Linked DNA regions of Mus musculus: region 1 is linked to region 2. A link is a contact called in public HiChIP or PLAC-seq data. All regions are on one chromosome and are shown on one strand. The core of a region is the stretch at or near the end of the contact, and the rest is flanking DNA. Distances in the headings are between cores, read along the strand shown.

Region 1 (4,562 bases), core at 1,315-3,814, 280 kb before region 2:
CGTTAGTCTAAGTGATGCTGCTGGCAGGTGGCCATTTGCAGGAGGCAGTCAAATTAGCCACTGGTATGAGCCCAGCATCCTAGGCTGAGCCTGCAAAGTGAGTTTGCCCTTCGCAATAAATAGATTTGGGAGTGAGTGCCTAGCAGGAGCCCTGGATATTTAAGGCAAGCACTTTGCTTCCTCCATCTGATTGAATCCAGATTCATTATAGCACTGAGATACATAGCAACAAGCTTTGCAGCGCTGGATCCCAGGGCTGCCTGGTTTTATGGAGGAAGTTTAGCTTATAGTATCAAAAGCCATGGCCAGTGAAGCCACAAGAAAATTATTACGCAAACTTGACCTTAGTGAATATCAGATTTATATTATATTTTGCCAGATGAATTTTAGAGTTCTCTGTGCTACGACAATGTGTTCTAAGATTTGCTAAAATATGAAATCGTTTGAGTGCTTCTCATTTGGGAGTTGAGTGTTTTGCAACTATGCTAGTATGGGTTTACAGGCACTTAGCACTTTGCAGGAATGGATATGGCTACCTCCACCTAATTGCTGAGTTGTCAGACTAGTATCATCTCCAGCCTTACCTGGAACTTTCCTGATCTCATTATCTCGAAAGAGATACTGTCTAGGGACCCAGTTGACACTTCAGACATGCTACATTCAAACTGTCCTTAATTTGATCACTTTATTCTATCTATCTATCTATCTATCTATCTATCTATCTATCTATCTATCTATCTATCTATCTATCTATTTTGTATACATATATGTATGTATCTATCTTTTATGTACCTCTGTATTGGTCTATCTGTCTATTTATCTTCTATCTATCTATCTATCTATCTATCTATCTATCTATCTATCTATCTATCTAGTATACATGTATGTATCTATCTTTTATGTATCTATTGGTCTATCTCTATCTGTCTTCTATGTATCTATCTGTCTGTCTGTCTGTCTGTCTATCTATCTATCTATCTACCTTGTATACATATATATGTATGTATCTATATTTATGTATCTCTGTATTGGTCTATCTCTCTATTTATCTGTCCTCTATCTATCTATCATCTATGTATCTACCTATTTCTGTATATATACATATATACACATGGGTACTTTTATTTTAGACAGGGCTTCATATAGCCCAGTCTATGTCAGCTTGCTATGTTGACCTTGAACTTCAATCACCCTGTCTCCACCTCCTGAGTGCTGGGGTATAATATGTGCCACCACACACCATGCCAGGGTTTTATGCATGCTCCCTGAGGACTCTGTCACTACATTACAACTATATAGTTGTAATTTTTTTTTCCTTGTAGATCTTTTCTGTTTGCTGTTGGTTGAATCTATGGAAGCAGGCTGTCTGGATATAAAAAGCCAACTACACACAGACACATACAGACACACACATCACAACACACACACACACACACACACACCACACATCACACACCACAGACCACACACCACACACACACACCACACACACACACACACACACACCACACACCATACACACACACCACACACACCACACACCACACACCATACACCATACACACACACACACACACCCCACACCCCACACACCATACACACACACACACACACACACCCCACACCCCACACACCATACACACACACACACACACACACACACATTACACCACACACCACACACACACCACACACACACACACACACACACACACACACACACCACTCATACTGCTGTTAAGTACACAATTCAGTGGCATTGTATACATTTCCAGTGCTGGATATTCGTCGTCTATCCATTCCAGAGGTTTCCATCATTCCAAACACAAACTCCACCTATTGGACCATGAATTTCCTACTCTTTTGTCTTCTAGCTCCTAGAGACTACCTCTCCGCTCCCCTTTCTACTCTTCTATTTGTTTATTTGAAACAGGATCTCACATACAGGCCAGGCTGGGCTGGAACTATGTGAACTGGGCTAGTCTGGAGTGCACAGAGATCTACCTGCCTCTGCCTCCAGGGGGCTGGGATTAATGGTATGGTTAACATACCTGGCTTCTCTATTCAACTTTCTGTCTCTATGCATTTGATTTTTAAAAGATACCATTCAAAATCATACCACATATGGTCCCCCCCACCCTTTTTTTTGGTCTGGCTCCTAACTTGTTGTTATTGGTTTTGTTTGTGTTGTTTTAAATCCAGGGTCACGTGGCGTATCTTAAGCAAGCCTAGAACTCACAGTATATGTCAGGCTGGTCTTGAACTCAGGTTCTCTTGTCTCTACTTCTTGAGGGCTAAGATTATAGCCATAGGCCACTATGCCTGACTTTCAGCTCACTCGTTTACTACGGTGCTTTTAATGCAGCATTTGAAATACGGTTTTATTTTATAGAGCATATGCTGTCAGTACTTGACTATATAAATAATTACTAATACATTATGAATCTCATTCTAATTTCAGAAGCCAGGCTCTATTAGAATCTTGGAGAAGGAAGCACCTCAGCATTTCTCCTTGTTAGCTCAAGAAAACGCCACCACACAGTTTCATGTTCCTTCCTGTTCATCGTTGGCTCCGATTTCCTCTCATTTTTTAGCCCCTATTTGGCCTGAATTCTTTGTAGTTCTCTCTGAGCAGACTCGTGCTTCTGTAACGCCTGCTAGAAAAGTGGCCCCCGTTCTTCAGATACCATCTTCCCTGTGACTCGTAGTTACTCTCTTCTGCGTTCATTTTCTAACCACTCTGCCGACCTACCTCTGTCCAGCCATGAGCAGTGACCCATGATGTGACCCTTGGAAATGGGTGAATCACAGCCTGCCCCACTGGTGCTGATGTGACTCAAAGCGGAAGTATTCCTCCCTGCTAGTGCATCAATAGTAGAGGTGAACACTGTTTTTTTATTTACATCTTTGATGAGCCATAATTAAAAGTGGTGTGAGTCACTGTCAGAATGAATGTGTTATTTTCAGATGTCTGTGAGGGCAGTTACTGGTGGAAACTGAACTTCCCTTACACCGAAGCTCTAAGACCCCTCAGGAAAGGATTCCAGAGGGCTCTCATCTACTTCCTGAAAGGAGAGAAGATTGGAATGACTTTCTGCAACAACAAGGCAGAGCTTCAACTTGACAGCCCTCAGCTTGTGATTTTCCAAGTGTCTTTGACATGTATGCTGTCCCTCTAATAAAAGAATCCTGTCTGATTTGAAGTTGGAGTACTTAGAGATCATCTTCTTTTCCTTCTCCTCCTCCTTCTTTTTCTTCTCCTTTTTTTCTTCTTCCTTCCTCCTCTTCTTCCTCATCCTCTTCTTCATTTATTTATTTATTTATTTATTTATTTATTTATTTATTTATTTATTTATTTTTGGTTTTTCAAGACAGGGTTTTTCTGTGTAGCCCTGGCTGTCCTGTAACTCACTCTGTAAACCAGGCTGGCCTCAAACTCAGAAATCCACCTGCCTCTGACTCCCAAGTGCTGGGATTAAAGGCATGCGCCACCACTGCCCAGCCATGCATGAGTTCTCCTCCTCTTCCTCCTCATCCTCTTCCTCGTCTTCTTCCTCTTTTTCCTCCTCCTTCTCCTCCTCCTTCTTCTTTTCTTCTCCCTTTTCTTTCTCCTTCTTCTTCTTCCTCTTCCCCTCCCTCCCTCTTCCTTCTTCTCTTTCTCCTCTTCCCCTCCCTCCCCCTCCCTCTTCCTCTTCCTCCTCTACCTCCCTCTCTCTACCTTCTTCTCTTTCTCCTCCTCCCCTCCTTCCCCCTCTTCCTCCTCCTCCTCTTCTTCCTCCTGCTCCTCCTCCTCCTCCTTCTCCTCTTCCTCTTCCTCCTCCTCCTCCTCCTCCTCCTCCTCCTCCTCCTCCTCCTCCTCCTCCTCCTCCTCCTCCTCCTCCTTCTTCTTCTTCTTCTTCTTCTTCTTCTTCTTCTTCTTCTTCTTCTTCTTCTTCTTCTTCTTCTTCTCCTCCTTCTTCTTTTTCTTCTTTGTCACTACTGAGATGTGTTGAAAAGCTAGGAACATAGCTCAGTGGTAGAGCACCTGCTTAGGTTTCACAAGGTCCTGGGTTTGATCCTCACCACTACAGGAACATAATGTTTGAGTGGTTCTCAAGCTTCCCAATACTGTAACCCTTCCACACAGTTCCTAATGTTATGGTGAACACCCTCCCAACCATAAAATTATTTCATTGCTACTTTATTACTATAATTTGGTACTCCTACAAATCATAATGTAAAGACCTGATACGTGACCCCAAAGGGGCAGTGACCCACACTGCTGCTCTAACCAGGTTGGATTCCAGGTGTTAGACAAAGGTGCAGGAACAGAACCGTGGAGTGTAGCAGAGGGCTTGCTCCTCTACATGAACCAACTTCATGGCTTCTGGGTGCCTTCCTATCACTTCTGCTTCTCATCGTGGCCACCAACCTTAGGTGTACCACAGCGCTAATCCAACGTACTCTCCAAGGACCCCAAAGACGGGTTTCCACAAATGGCACTTTGCTGTGTACAGATGGCACGGGAAGAATAGATTTTTCTTGTTAACAGTTTAGCTAAAACTGCATGTTAATATTTCTAC
Region 2 (4,528 bases), core at 215-2,714:
TACCCACAGAGCCATGTTCCCACGCCCTTGGCCACTATTAAGTTAGGAGCTGAATCCTAACTTCTCTCACATAACTTTCTCTTGTGGAAAGATGCCTCCAATGTTGTCTCTGTCTGGCATTTATGATGAGGAAGTAATATTATAGTATAATGCTTTTTCTATGTTTGTCATCCACCATCTCTGGCTTTGCTGCACAGTGCACTGTTACACCCTTGTAGAACAGCGCTATGGCACAGACTATAAGCATCTGTCCCTAAGACTGTGTTTGCCAAGGAAAGCAAGCTCTTTCCTCTCTAGGTAGACAAGTAGAGCATCCCACAAAGGCAGGTTCGGCCTGGGAGCCCCACAGGACATCAGATTTCTTTCTTTGGGTTAGTTCCCAAATATATCCCACTTCCTGTTCCTAGTATTGAGCCATAAGCCTGGGGCATGGCTCAGCTATGGGATCCGGAGTAAAGAAAGAAAAAGAAAAGAAAAAGGAATTAGTATCATGGTATGATGCAAGTTTATGAGCTGGGGAAATGCATTTGTAGATACACCAAACCCAAAATGTCTCAGTGTGTCCTCCATACCTGGTGGCCCTGGCACTTGGCACAGTGTTCATTATTCTGTAAGCAACGTTGACCCTGAAAAGGGAGAGGTTTGCTTCTGGAGAGAAAATACACCATTGTCTGCTCTGAAAATAACTTACAGAAGAAAGTCTTCTCAACACTAGTCAGAAAGATGGCTTTCTCCGTGAAGCCAGCAAAGCCACCCTGAGCCTGCCTCTCTCCTTGTTGTCTGTCCCAGTGCTGAGGAAGGCCATTGCTCCCACTTCTACTAGGTAGTCTAAATGGACACTCTAGCTGGCATGAGTATAGGTATCCAGCCAGCAGTAGGAGCCAGATATGAGTGAGGACCAGAAGTCCACCCCTTCAGAGCAGCACGAGGACCCGTGTACAAAGTTAGAAATCAGCAGCCGTCATCACCACTAGGGAAGCTCCTATCCAAGAGCACACCACTGGCTAGCCACTTTTGGCTTCTGTCCTCAGTGCCTCCTGGTGGACAGCAGCCTGCTCATCTCTGCCCCTGGACATCAGCTTTTCTGAAGAGCACCCAGGACGCACTCAGCAGCACCTTGGTAAAGCGTGCCATTTGTAAAGTGCTCTGGCCCGCTGCTGCCGCTCTCCTCCTCCTCGATGCTGAGCTCTGTGTTATTAGGGCTGTCTGTCACTTCCCAGGTCCTCCTGAGGTGACTGCTTCCCTGGCTTCCTTGGTGGCTTCTTTATATTCACTGTTGCTTCCCTTCCCCCCGTGTGGGCAGGTGCACACGCTCCCGTGGCGGGCTAGGATGCTGTGCTCGCTGTGTGTGGATGGATGGCTTTTCTTTCATTCCGCTATTTCTCAGTTTGACTGCTGTGGACTGTGAGTCACTGGTGGTGATGTTTTAATGGATTAGCTGGATCCTAAAAATAGGCCAGGCACTCATGCAAGCAGTAAATAAGCCTGAAGAGTCAGTCCCTTAGCTACCAGGAGAAGCATGCTCAACAATATCTGCTGTCCAGGCTGGTAGAAACAAAAACAAATCCATCAAAACACAAATGGTCCGTGGCCTGACTGAAGGCCATGTGCTAGGTCTATGGACCAGTTGTCAATGATACCTTACTTCCAATCAGTTCTGATGTCAAAAGGCTCTCTCTAGGAAACTGCATCAAACCATTCTTGTGTGTCTTTTGATCCACGAGGTGGCACAGGACTGTAGTCCTAGCTACCTAGGCAGGAGGATTACTTGAGCCTGGAAGTTTGAGAGGAGCTTGGGTATCGTAGCCATCAAAATAGAAGAAACCTGTTGCTCTTCAATCATTTTAGGGTATAAGTGTCCCCTACTTGATGGTCTTATTCTTGATGACAAGTTGCTTTAGACCATGGTCTTTACGGCTTGGCTTTATTTTACTTTGTCTTAAGGTATCACCCTACCTGACCTTAAACTCTTGGCAGTCCCCCTGCCTCAGACTTCTGAGAGCCAAAAATGCTCCCACAAAAAGGCTAAGTCATGTGACTAGAGGCTTTTAAATAGAACGCTCCCCGATCCTTTCACACTTTACTGAAGAGCTTGAAAGCTTTTATTAATGATTTTGAAACACTGAAATCAGTAGCTCACTCTCAGCCCACTTCATCCTCACTGTGGAGTCCTCTGCTTTGCTTTGTGTTGGGAACATAGTCCTGCAGTTCCTTCTCAGAGGAAAAGAGCAGGTTTAAAAAAAGAAAAAAAAGATTTTGTAATTTCACCCCGCAGGCAATCAGGAGCTCCATGCTCAGTAATCTAACCCAAAGGAAGACTTACTCACTAAAGCAGCCTCAGGGATGCGGATGACTTCTAGCTCCAGGAGGAGCTAGAGGAAGAGATGGTGCTAACTTGGGTTGAGAGAGGAAAGCTTGGTGAGGCAGACACCGTTCACATTTGTGAAAACAGGAAGCCTCCGGAAGGAAGAAGAGACGTGTTTAAACAACAGACGGTCCCTCTTCCTTCTGCCCTGCTTTTGGGGAAATGTCCATATGTGTGTGTGTGAGGATGCAGTACTAATCTAAGATTGAAATATGCAATCAAACAGCAGAACTATCTATGTGTGCGTAGTGTTTAGATACAGTCCTTGTTGACTAACTCATTACCGGGATTTTGTGGCGTTTCTCACATTGACGCAAGCTAAGTGCAATGTGAAAAGCTAGTCCTTAACTATGATATAAATGCACGGTTATGAGCCGGGAAGTGAGGCCTTACTGCCTCCATGTCTGGCTTTCTCCATCCAGAAGGACAAGAGATTTCTCCATTGTCTCCAACCGTGCCCTCTGCTGGTCACCTCTACCATTGCAGTGTTTCCTGTTTCTAAGTCAAGCCATCTCTTAGAGTTTTACTGAGCATCGCTTACATCCAAAAGCATCTTAGACTCTGGGAATAGCAGTGTAAGTTTACAGAATGCTTGAGAAACTCTAGGAGTAAAGTACAAAGATAGTGCATCAAAATAGAAGCATTCTGGGGAAGATACAATGTTTATAAGAAGGAAGTTAGGGATGGATGGGGCACTGTCTGAAACAGGATGCCAAGAAGGCTCTGTCTGAAGTGCACAGACTGGGCAGGAGGCAAGTATCTTTAGAGTTAAATAAGCACACACACACACACACACACACACACACACACTCACTCACACACACACCTTCCAGTGTGTAGTGAAGAGCTGTGGCAGGTGAATCCTGTGAGGCTTGTTCTGGTGACATTTTTCCCCAAGTGACATGCTGGGCTTGGCCAAAACTCAGGTGGTGAACATCATGAGGAATTGTCTAGATGTTATGGAAGAGAATCCAGTAAAGTTTGTCTGTGATTTAGATGTGGGTAATGGAAAGAAGGAAGAGAAGACATTGTGATTTCCAGGATTTTGGAACCAAACGACGTGAAGAATAAGGATGGAGAGAGAACAAGGGAGCCACTATCAGGAGGTCTGTCTCTCTCAGAGACATCTGAATGGCTCTGTGTTCAGATAACAGGTAGCCAATACCTAACCTATAAAGCCCTGGGAAGATTCTGGTCTCTGGAAGATAAGGACCTCTGTCTTACGCAAGTCCCTTTTCATGGTCTCTCTTGCTTAGTTGAAACTGCTGTCTGACCCAAGAATGTTAAGTCACCTGTTTACCATATTGTAATGCCATGTAGGTAAAATTCAGGAGGGTATAGAAGAAAGGGAGCATTTGGGGTGGGGGAGGGGTCTGGGATTTAATCCTAATTCCATTGGCTAATAACTATAACATTAGGAAGATGATTTTCCTTATCTATTTAGAAAGCTGAAATGATACTATTTGTTTCACTAGCATGCCATCAGCATTCAAAAATACCTTTGTGAGTCAGAGCATTTGACAAACAGTAAGCACTCAGAAAGAACATGTAGTAGAATGCCTTTTACCTGTTCCTTGACTCTCTCAGATGTGTAAATAATGCATGTTGATCATTTGCACACCCAACAGACTCCTGTCTACCTTGTCTCCTAACTCACTAAGTCCCATCAGTGCTGACAATTACACTGACTGGGTCCCGTGCAGGTGATCATAGTTGCTATGAATGGGTGGTTACAAGGGCCATGTCATGTCCCAAAGATAGCGATACACAGCACTCCTTCCCCCCTCCCAGCTCCTAGTCTCTCCACCCACCCTCTTCTGGGATGGTCCCACAGCTTTGGCAGGGATTGATATAGATGTCCTATTTAAGGGCAAGCACTCCATAGATACTTCTTCACAGCATGTGAACAAGTTCAATGAGTCTCTACGTTAACTGCTCATAGCCCAGAGCCATGAGATTTCCCTCCAAATGACATGTGCTGTGATTTTTTTTTTCTTTCTAAAACATCTTTCCATGGTCTATGGATCCAGCAAAGAAAGGAAGCTTAGTAATTCAAGAAGCCTGTGTAGTGAGATGAGCTCAGGGGTGAAGCATGAGACTTTAGCTCTCAAAACAACCTGGCGGCTGGACCATATCTGTCCCTGTAGTGTCTACTCGCAAAAG

What was found. HiChIP or PLAC-seq counts read pairs in DNA pulled down with a chosen protein or histone mark.
Region 1: an H3K27ac HiChIP or PLAC-seq map of embryonic fibroblasts shows a contact between it and region 2, with 9 times the contacts expected there. The contact joins two enhancer-like sites. A contact is called at or near these places in 2 of 484 Hi-C or Micro-C datasets (the G1E-ER4 cell line and embryonic fibroblasts) and 1 of 115 datasets of contacts at active chromatin or transcription factors (embryonic fibroblasts).

The regions. Positions count from the first base shown.
Region 1 is chr13:45,838,338-45,842,899 of GRCm38.p6, reverse strand. The region is part of intron 3 of Atxn1 (ataxin 1); the gene reads left to right. Among named protein-coding and RNA genes, the nearest start is that of Atxn1, 120 kb to the left of the region's middle. Within about 2 kb of position 2,564, at least 35 of the 459 cell types and tissues checked have an H3K27ac peak or open chromatin away from gene starts, as enhancers often do. A contact at or near this core is called in embryonic fibroblasts, where this site is marked.
Region 2 is chr13:45,559,032-45,563,559 of GRCm38.p6, reverse strand. All of the region lies in intron 7 of Atxn1 (ataxin 1), which reads left to right. Among named protein-coding and RNA genes, the nearest start is that of Gm34582, 36 kb to the right of the region's middle. Within about 2 kb of position 1,464, at least 46 of the 459 cell types and tissues checked have an H3K27ac peak or open chromatin away from gene starts, as enhancers often do. A contact at or near this core is called in embryonic fibroblasts, where this site is marked.